Regions from separate parts of the Mus musculus genome. Here region 1 is linked to region 2. A link is a contact called in public Hi-C data. All regions are on one chromosome and are shown on one strand. Each heading gives the region's core, a stretch centred on a gene start, on an enhancer-like site or on the middle of the called end of the contact. The rest is flanking DNA. Distances are from core to core; before and after follow the strand shown. Region 1 has its middle 24 kb from the start of Mir466j. Region 2 has its middle 5.1 kb from the start of Gm36750.

Region 1 (4,591 bases), core at 1,616-4,115, 92 kb after region 2:
TCTTGATCAGCCTGCATGAGGACCTGAGTTCCGTTCCCAGAACCCATGTTTAAAAGTGTGGTATTCCACACTTGTAATGCCAGAATTGGAGAGGCAGTTCCCTGGGCCTTGATGACCAGTCAGCTTAGCCTAGCTGGTAAGCCCCGGGGCCAATGAGAGTCTCTGTCTCAAAAACCAAAGTGGACACCATAGGAGAGACATCTGAGGTTGACCTTTGCCCTGCACATGCATGCACAGACAGACAGACAGACAGACAGGCAGGCAAGCAGGCAGGCAGACAGGCAGGCAGGCAGGCAGGCAGACAGACAGGCAGGTAGACAGGCAGGCAGGCAGGCAGGCAGGCAGGCAGGCAGGCAGGCAGGCAGAGACAGAAATGTTGCAGGAAATATTTGAAAAGAATGGCAGTTTCCACACTTTGTCCCTGGTATTCTCTGCCCCGGTGGTCTCACAAGCTAGTTCTTATCTTGTGGAGACTGACTCAAAGCTCCAAAACCTCTCCACCCAGCTCGCTAAGTTCTCACTGGCAGGTGGCTGCCATGCCAGCCCCATGCTTCAAATCCCCCATGGCCTTTGTGGCACACATCAGGCAAACCCACGCTTTGCCACTGTACCTTTCTCTCTGGGTTCCAGAGGAGCCTCTCCGTGAAGGAAAACGCAACACAAACTTAGTTTGTGAACAATGGTAACTCAATCTCTGGGCGCAACAACTAAAATCCTAACTTGTAAGCCTTATTAAATCTAGGTCCTCCAGCGGCGAATCCCACCAACAGAGAGACACAGAGACAGAGAGACACAGACAGACAGACACACACACAGACACAAAAGCATGCATACATAGGAACACACAAAGAGGGGTGTGTGAGTCCCCCAAACAGTGTCATAAATTAAACCACAGTAAGATTGCACCAGAATGGCCCCATGAGAAAAGCTGGCAGTACCACATGCTGACCAAGAAGATATGGGTTCCCAGGTGTCTCACACTCTGCTGCTGTGTCACAGTCTGCCCTACTTCTGCCAGAGCCATGTTTTCCCTCCATGATAGACTCTGTCCTCTGAAACCATGAGCTGGAACCCCCTGCCCCCAAATTGCTTCTGCCAGATATTTTGTTATACTTCTGAGAAAAGCATATACCCATGATGCTCCCCGTGACCACGGTCAAGGGCCAGGCTGCTGCCCGTGGCTCGCCTAGATGCCCTGCAGCTGAAAGTCAGCTCAGGGTCACCAAAACCCCACAGCATTTCGGGCATTGGAAAATGTGTCCTCTGGGCTGGGATTATTGTGTAAATTAAAAGGCCCTCTTTCCTAGAAGACACAGACCCTTGTCACACAGGATTAGATTCCAGCTCTCCTGTGCCCCATAGTCTGGACCTTTGTGCCCAACTGCACCCAGGGATCACTGGGCCCTTTTCTTTTTATTATGTGTATGCATGTGGTGGGGGTATGCACATGAGCGCAGGTGCTGCAGAGGCCAGGAGAGGTCATCGGATGTAGCTGGAGATGCAGGCAGTTGTGAGCTTCCTGAACCCAGATCCTCTGTAAGAACAGTACGTGTTCTTAACTACTGAGCTATCTCCCAGCCCCCCTAACCTCGCTGTCTTTGAGCAAGTCCCTTGCTTCTCTGTGTGCTTCAGTTTCTCCCTTGTAGAGTAGGAATCAATAGTTGTAAAGACTCAGTGATATAACAGAAAGAAACTTGCCTTGAGAACTATGATAGGCTTGGGGTACATGCCGTTCCCCTCCTAGCCTGGCAGACAGATAGAAGGTGGATGAATGGTTGGGGCATATGAAGGTTCCTCATCCACTGGATTTGGAAGCTCCTGGGAGGCTGGTGAGGAACACCTCTGAGTGTGTCCGTGAGGGGGTTTCCAGAGAGAATTAACTGAGGGAGGAGACGTACCATGAACGTGGCTTGTACCGTCTCAAAGCCTGGCATCCTGACCTGAATAAAAGCTGAGTATAGTCATCTTTTCCTTCTGCTTCCGAGCCATGGGAGGTGGACTGCTTGGCTCTACCATACAGTTTCCCCCCCGTCATGGAACAAAATTTCCAAAACTGTTAACCAAGATAAATTTTTCTTTCCTTGTTCCTATCAGGTAGAACTAACTAATACAGGGAGTGAGTGTCTAATAGGTAGAAATGGAGAATAGGTGATTGGATGGATGGTCAGATAGGTAGGAAATTAGATGGATGCATGGATGGATGAATGGTTCACGGATGCATGGATGGATAGATGCATGGATGCATGGATGGAAGCAAGGATGAATGGATGGATGCATGCATGGGTGGATGAATGGATGCATGGATGGATAGATGCATGGATGCATGGATGGAAGCAAGGATGAATTGATGGATGCATGGATGGATGCATGCATGGGTGGATGAATGGATGCATGGATGGATAGATTGATGGATGGGTGGATAGATGGGTGGATGGACAATAAGATGATCTCTCAACTCCAGCTCTTAGTTCTTTGTTCTCCCTGGAGCAATGAGAGGCAAGAGACTTGGAAGCTACAGTCAGTGTCTTCTGATCTCTCTTTTGTCCCCCAGGTATCCCCAACTCAGTCAGTCTCAAGATCCTGACCATTTGAGTTCGAATGTCTCTGAAAAACTTCTCCAGTATGTTTGGAAAGGGCCATGGCAGGAAGGTGAAGGGAGTTCACATCTTAGGCCAGTCCCTCCCCCAGCCCATGAGGTCCTGCTCTCCATGGGATGGAGGAGCAGAGCCCCCTCCTGGGCCCTGATCTGTAACGAGATAACTGATTGTTCTTTCCTCTTATTCTCCTTCTCCATAAAGGGCTAGACAGAGACGAGGCAATTAAAAGGCGTTCCCAGCCGCCCAGAGAGATTCAATGAATATTAACCGGCTTCCAGCTGCCGTCTGGCAAAGGCCTTGGAGCAGACAGCTCCAGAAAGGTTTCTGGGCCCTTGGGATGACTCAATTTTCAAGAGAACAATAGGGGAGTTTGCTCTGCCTGGTGACCATTGAGCGTCTCCTGCAGGAAGAAATGAGGTCCTGCAGCTGCCCGGATGTAAAGCTTGAAGAGACTGGGCTGGGATGCAGAACAGGGACTCTGAAGTCACACACGTGGTATCTGTCACGTATGCAAGCATCTGAACAGACAAGGTAGTTGGCTAGGTGTAGAGGGATTTGTGGGAACCAGGGGAAGGCTGGAACCAATATGGGCAGGGTCACCAGACTTTGTGGGCTTTTTTCAGAGAACAGGAGTGACGGTGAAGAAGAGAGGTGTATGTGTCTCATGCACACACCTTACTTAACCTGTCGTGTCCTGCTGGTCCTCTGGTCCAGAGTAGACAATGGAGATGCACAGGGAGTTGGTTGGCACCTGACTTCAGCCACATCCTGCATCTGGTTCTTAGCATGGTAGTTCAGAAAAGAGCAGAGGCTAGCCCAAAGCCCCGCAGCTACGGAGTACATGAGTGTCAGCTCTCTGTCTCGCTTCTACCTGTATAACAATCATCTTTGGAGCACAGCATATATAGCCCCCACTCCAAAGAGCCTCTTAACCCAAATCTAGATGACACTCCCTTCACAGATACTGGCAGGCCACATTCTATGGACTCGGGAGGAATTCTGTCATTTCTCATTTAGTTCTTTTGGAATCCTCAGTGACTCACATGGTGCCCATGTATCATGAATGGGATGGGGATGTTCAGACAACAAAATAAGTCTACACAAACCTATTCCAGCCTTTTGCTCTTGAAGCTGGGGGTGGGAGTCAAAAGTGTCAACAGACACGCTGTGGATATTCATTCTACAATAGACGAGACAAGCCCTAACCAGAGCTATGGCCTGCCCATCCCACTAGGTTGCTGGTATTCACGGATGGACATGCAATGAGGCCTGGCAAGGGAGCCACCCCCCCCCCCCAGCTGTGAGTTGGCCAGGCAATGCGAACAATCTCCTAGGTAAAGGGGCTCTTCAGTGAGTAACAGGCTGAGGCTTCAGCTCTGTACCTTTTCTCTGTCCTGGTTCAGAACTATCTAGGAAACTCTGGCCTCAACACTCAGCCCAGCCCCGGCCTGGACCTAATCTGCCAGATCTTTCCAGAAGCCTCTGTCTTGGAGGTAGGCAGACTTGGGTACCAAACCTTGTTCAGAGTAGCCCTGAACAAGTTATTAAAGCTCTTGAGGCTCTGTGTAAAGAACTGGAACTCAGGGATGTCACCCGCCTGGGAGCTCAGGTATGAACAGTATATTCAGTAAGTACATTAGCTAAGGTTCTATAGAGAAACAGAACTGATAACATGAATATCTATCTACATAGCTGTCTGTCTATTGGTCACACACACATACGAAAAGGGCATTTATCAACTGGCTTAGAGGCTGAGGAATGGCTAGTTCAACAATAGCTGTCACCCAACCCAAAGACCAAGATCTGGTGCTGTTCAGTCCGCAAGGCTGGATGTATCCGTTGGAATCCTGAAGACGTGGGTTATAATACCAGTGAAGGAATGCCTCAGCAATGGGATAGATGAACTTGTCAGCAAGGATGAGAGCAAGCAAGCAAAAACATCCTTCTTCTGTTTCAAGGTAATCCCGCCAGAGGCCACCACGTGGACAGTCTTA
Region 2 (4,785 bases), core at 754-3,253:
TTCTCTCAGAAGCTTCCAAGAATAATTCATTTATGTTAGGAGAAGACAAAGTCATCTAAACTGGGCTAGCTGTCCAGAAAACATAAAAAAAATAAAAAATAAATGTTCTTGGATTCCTATACAATTTTAAATGTGTTTATTAGAAAAACATCTCTCCCAAGTGAAGCAGCCAATTACAAAAGTCTCTGCCACAAACATGCCGGGAGATTTATTTTTGTCTATTTATACAAATAGGCTTTGCAAACCGGTAAGAAAAAGACATCCGAACCAGGAGACGTGAGTCACGGGAACAAATGGGTGGTTTTTAGAGACAGGAAATGCAAGAGGCCAATGAGCATAGGAAATATGCCCCATCTCTCATGATTAATGCGAAGCAATAATGAGATTAAATCGGTAGATCACACGATTAGCAAAAATTAAAGTGACGAAAGCCAATGCTGACAAAGATACGGAATGAGCTTGCCTACGTGGCTGTTCAGTGTGGAAATTGCTACAATATATTTGAGGGGATATTTAATAACATAGATCAAAAGTTGAAATGCATGCATTTGCCTTTAGGGATTTGACCATGCAACTCAAAAAAAAAAAATGTCCTGGGATATTCCTTGCAAGATTGCATAGAGACAGATGAAGGCTTTGTTGCTGGCTGGCTGGCAGCCTAGCTAAGAGATGAAACTATGTAGCCATTAGGAAGAACAAAGTGGAGGCTGGGAGGGGATAACTCAGTCAGTAAAGTGCTTGCCTTGCAAGCAGGAGGACCTGAGTCCAATTCCTCCAAACTCATCATGGAAGAGCCAGACACGGTGGTCCGTGTTTCTAACCCCACTCCAGGGGAGATGGAGAGAGGTGTCCCTGGGGCCCACTGGCCAGCCAGCCTAACCTACGTGATGAGTTCCAGGACAGTGAACGACCCTATTTCAGAAAGGAGGTGGCTAGTGTCTGAAGAACGGCAACCGAGGATGTCCTCTGGCCTTATGTGGAAACCTATGCACACATGGGTACACTCACCCCACCCCCACACGCATTCCTGCCCTGCCCTACACAAAACGATGGAGTAGCCTCATGTTGTCTTAGAGGCTGATGTGAAAGGCACTCAGACCCACCGCCTGGAAGGTGTTACACAGTCAGGCTGGTGAGCCTGTGGGCAGGGCACCGCTGAACCAATCTACAGTCTTGATGTCCCTACAGGGACACAGGTTTGTGTCATCAGTTTTTTTTTTTTTTAATTAATTTATTTATTTATTATATGTAAGTACACTGTAGCTGTCCTCAGACACTCCAGAAGAGGGAGTCAGATCTTGTTACGGATGGTTATGAGCCACCATGTGGTTGCTGGGATTTGAACTTCCAACCTTTGGAAGAGCAGTCGGGTGCTCTTACCCACCGAGCCATCTCACCAGCCCGTGTCATCAGTTTTGAAAAGAGCCATTTCCACCTCCGTTCCCCGCCCATCTCCATTCCCCACCCTCATCATTCCATACTTCCTCAGGTTCCTGATGGATGTTGGACTTCTCTGATGGACAAGGACCCTGGGCAGGACTTGAGGGCTCTCCCATTCTCTGCCCCTCCTAATCTCTGCTACTGTTAGGCTTCCCGGGATTCTGGGCTCCAAGTGTGGCCACGAGCTCCTTTGTGGCCTTTATCTGTGATTTACTGTTTTGGGGAGGTGTTTTTCCTTAGTTTCTTGGCTCAACCTCAAACTGTGGATCTATTTCAACATCTGCTTCCTGGTGTTGGCAGTGTCGTCTCCCACCCTGTGCTTGGGTCCTCCTAACTCCCACGACACTCAGCAGCCTCTCCTTTTCCTCCTCTGTGCCAGCTGTTTCCATAGTCAGAACTGGAGTGTAGCTGGGGGAGGGGATCGGGTCATCTCTGCTCTGAGTGGGTGCTCACCTTTGCCTTCTCGAGACCTTGCACTCTTTTATTCAGCACCAAACTACTAGATCCCAGGGTGAGAGGGAGTCACAGTGGGGCTCAGTCAGACAGCAGCCCTTCGGAGGGTTTCTAGTTCAGGAACGGCATGGGATGCTGACAGAAGACGATGCTGTCCAGAGTCACGCTCCAGCACACCCTGTACACATCGAAGTCTCTTGAACAGAGGAGAGCAAAGAAAATGGATTGCCTGGCCACTTTCCTCCTTCCCACTCCTAATCTGATTGTAACGTAGCCTTTGAAAAGTGAGGGTGTGCTGGCTCCGGTTCTCAGGGAAACCTCGTACCGAGAGAGGTAATTGGTGGGGACTTGATTGTCCCTTTTCAGTTGGGGGCTAGAAAACAGAGTCATTAGCAGCTGTCTGAGCTTGGGAGAAAGCTCTCTCTCTCTCTCTCTCTCTCTCTCTCCCTCTCTCTCACGCACACACACACACACACACACACACACACACACACGCGCGCGCGCGTGTGTGTGTGTGTACATGTGTGCTGTCTCACGCTATACACACACTCTGGGAAGCCGAGTGTGAGAATGAGGGGGTAATGATGATGATGATGATGATGAGGAGGAGGAGGAGGAGGAGGAGCGTGGCGGGTGGTGTGGGGATGTGCAGGGTATCTGGGGTCTCTCCCCCCACTAGCATCGAAATTGCTATAACTACAGATTAAGTGATTCTGACCCCAGGAGACAAGGAGCACTGTTTCCAAGGGAACCACACGCCTCAATCACAGTCCCTGGAAGGGAGGGTGAGCCAGGATGGAGGAGCAGCCTTCCCCTGTCCAGAGCAGCAGCCCTGCCTGTGGGTCCCTCAGCTCTGCTGTAACTTGCTGAGAGGCCCGAGCTGGGCCCTTCACAGTCACCTCCCTGCTGAGCTTGCACTAGCAGGGGGCTGCAGGCAGGCTGGGTCCCAGGCAAGGTACGCACAAGTATGGGGACCTGGATTTGTTCCCCAATACATAGTAAAAAAAAAAAAACAAACAAAAACCCCTCTTAATGGCAGTCCTCCTTGTAATCCAAGAGCTGTGAAGATGGAGATGGGAGGATTTCTGAGGCTCACCAGCCAGCCAGCCTAGCCCAAAATTGGGGATCTCTGGATCCTAGTGAGAGAGACCTTGTCTCAGGAGGGCTCCTCTTGACCTCTGGCTAGTGCCTGCACACTCACACACACACAAACATCTGTACATACATGTGCAAATGCAGACACACACTAAAAACACGTAGGGTAAAGCATGCCTATGGATCCACCAATTCTGTTTCTCTTGAGACTGCTCACTCCGGTGTGAGTCTAGCCTTCTGGGTGGGGCTAGGGGACCCAGAGAAGCCACTTCTCTCCACACTCTGCTACTTCTGGTAGCTCTAGCTATGCCACCCGCCAGGGAAAAGGGTCCCCTTTAGGGTGAGAGTGGAGTCCAGAGGACAGCAGCAACAAAAGCAAAAGGGGGACTAGAACAACAAGGCCCTGAGATAGCCATGAGGAACTGAGACCAACTGTTGCCCGCTATCTCCTGGGCCATGAGTCAGCCAGGTCAAGGCAACCCGGGTCCCATTCCATCATCAAGGGGGCACAGTAATGTGACAGTGAATAGAGCCCTGGGAGCCTTTCTTGGGGCAGATGCCATCCCCCAAGCCTCATGCTCTTCACAGCTATTAGAGAAGGCCTGGTGCATTTATGTGCCTAGCAAGTAGTGGGTTCCCTCTGTGAATAACGTGTGTGTGTGTGTGTGTGTTTGTGTGTGTGTGTGTGTGTGTGTGTGTGTGTGTGTGTGTGCATGTGTGCACTAGGGTGGAGGGCTTGGTGTCATCTCCTCTCTCCATCTTGGTTTTTTTAAACACCTGTCTGTCTATCTGTCTGTCTGTCTATCTGCACATGAGTGCTTTGCTGGCATGCATGTCTGTGTGACAGTGTCAAATCTTGAAGTTACAAGCAGTTGTGAGCAGCTCAGTGGGTGCTGGGAATTGAATCTGGGTCCTCCGGAAGAGCAGCTCCTAACCACTGAGCCATCTTTCCAGCCCTGCCATCTTTCTTTTAAGAAAGTATCTCTCACAGAATCTGGAGCATACCAATGGCTAGAGAGCCCCAGGGATCTTCTTCCCCCATCTCTAGTAAATACCCCCTTACACACACACACACACACACACACACACACACACACACACTACTGGCATGCACCATATCAGCCTTTGTACACAAGCACTAGAGGCTTGAACTCAAACCCTGTGGGCAAGCACGTTACTGCCTGACCATCTCCCCATCGCAAACAAGCATTTTTATAGGTTTCCAGGGTAATGAAATCTCACTCCTCATCGAATATGAGCAAGCTTTCTAAATCGTCAGGGTCCGGGTCAGACCCTGAGAGAGCCCGGCTTTGGACCTGCATTTCAATATTAAAGATGCTCCATGAGACCCACTCTCTGAGTTGATGCCACAGATGGCAGAGCAGAGAGAGGAGGTGGCTCGCATATGTGGGACACAGGCATCTCCGTATGTGACGGAGAGCACCGGAGCCTGGGAAAGGCCTTGTGGGACTTTGTCTAATAACTATAAATCAAAGCCACATGCAATCAGAAGAGTGAGCAGCAAACACCAGAGCTCTACAGGGCTGGGGATCATTCCTGTCAACCTCTGCCAGGACAGGAAGCCTCTGTATGCCGTCCCGACAAGGCTGTCACCTTTGGTGGGGGCTGAATTAAGATACTCTGGACCAGCACTTGAAAGAATCGTGAAAGGACCCACAACAGGATCAAGCCGGAGAAAATGTGCAGGGATTATATACACACAGGCCCAGCATCCAAAAGGGAACGGTTTACAATGGCTGGCATGGAAATAAAAACCGCCAGGCATATCAGGGTTTG

The links. A called contact is a pair of places that touch in the nucleus more often than the background predicts.
Region 1: a Hi-C map of the N1E-115 cell line shows a contact between it and region 2, with 4 times the contacts expected there. The contact joins two enhancer-like sites. A contact is called at or near these places in 1 of 15 datasets of contacts at CTCF or cohesin (stem cell-derived epiblast-like cells) and 10 of 484 Hi-C or Micro-C datasets (8-cell embryo, B cells, the CH12 cell line and 7 more).

Annotation. Positions count from the first base shown.
Region 1 is chr10:60,982,431-60,987,021 of GRCm38.p6, forward strand. No RefSeq gene overlaps it. Among named protein-coding and RNA genes, the nearest start is that of Mir466j, 24 kb to the left of the region's middle. Within about 2 kb of position 2,866, at least 16 of the 459 cell types and tissues checked have an H3K27ac peak or open chromatin away from gene starts, as enhancers often do. A contact at or near this core is called in the N1E-115 cell line, where this site is marked.
Region 2 is chr10:60,891,273-60,896,057 of GRCm38.p6, forward strand. No RefSeq gene overlaps it. Among named protein-coding and RNA genes, the nearest start is that of Gm36750, 5.1 kb to the left of the region's middle. Within about 2 kb of position 2,004, at least 18 of the 459 cell types and tissues checked have an H3K27ac peak or open chromatin away from gene starts, as enhancers often do. A contact at or near this core is called in the N1E-115 cell line, where this site is marked.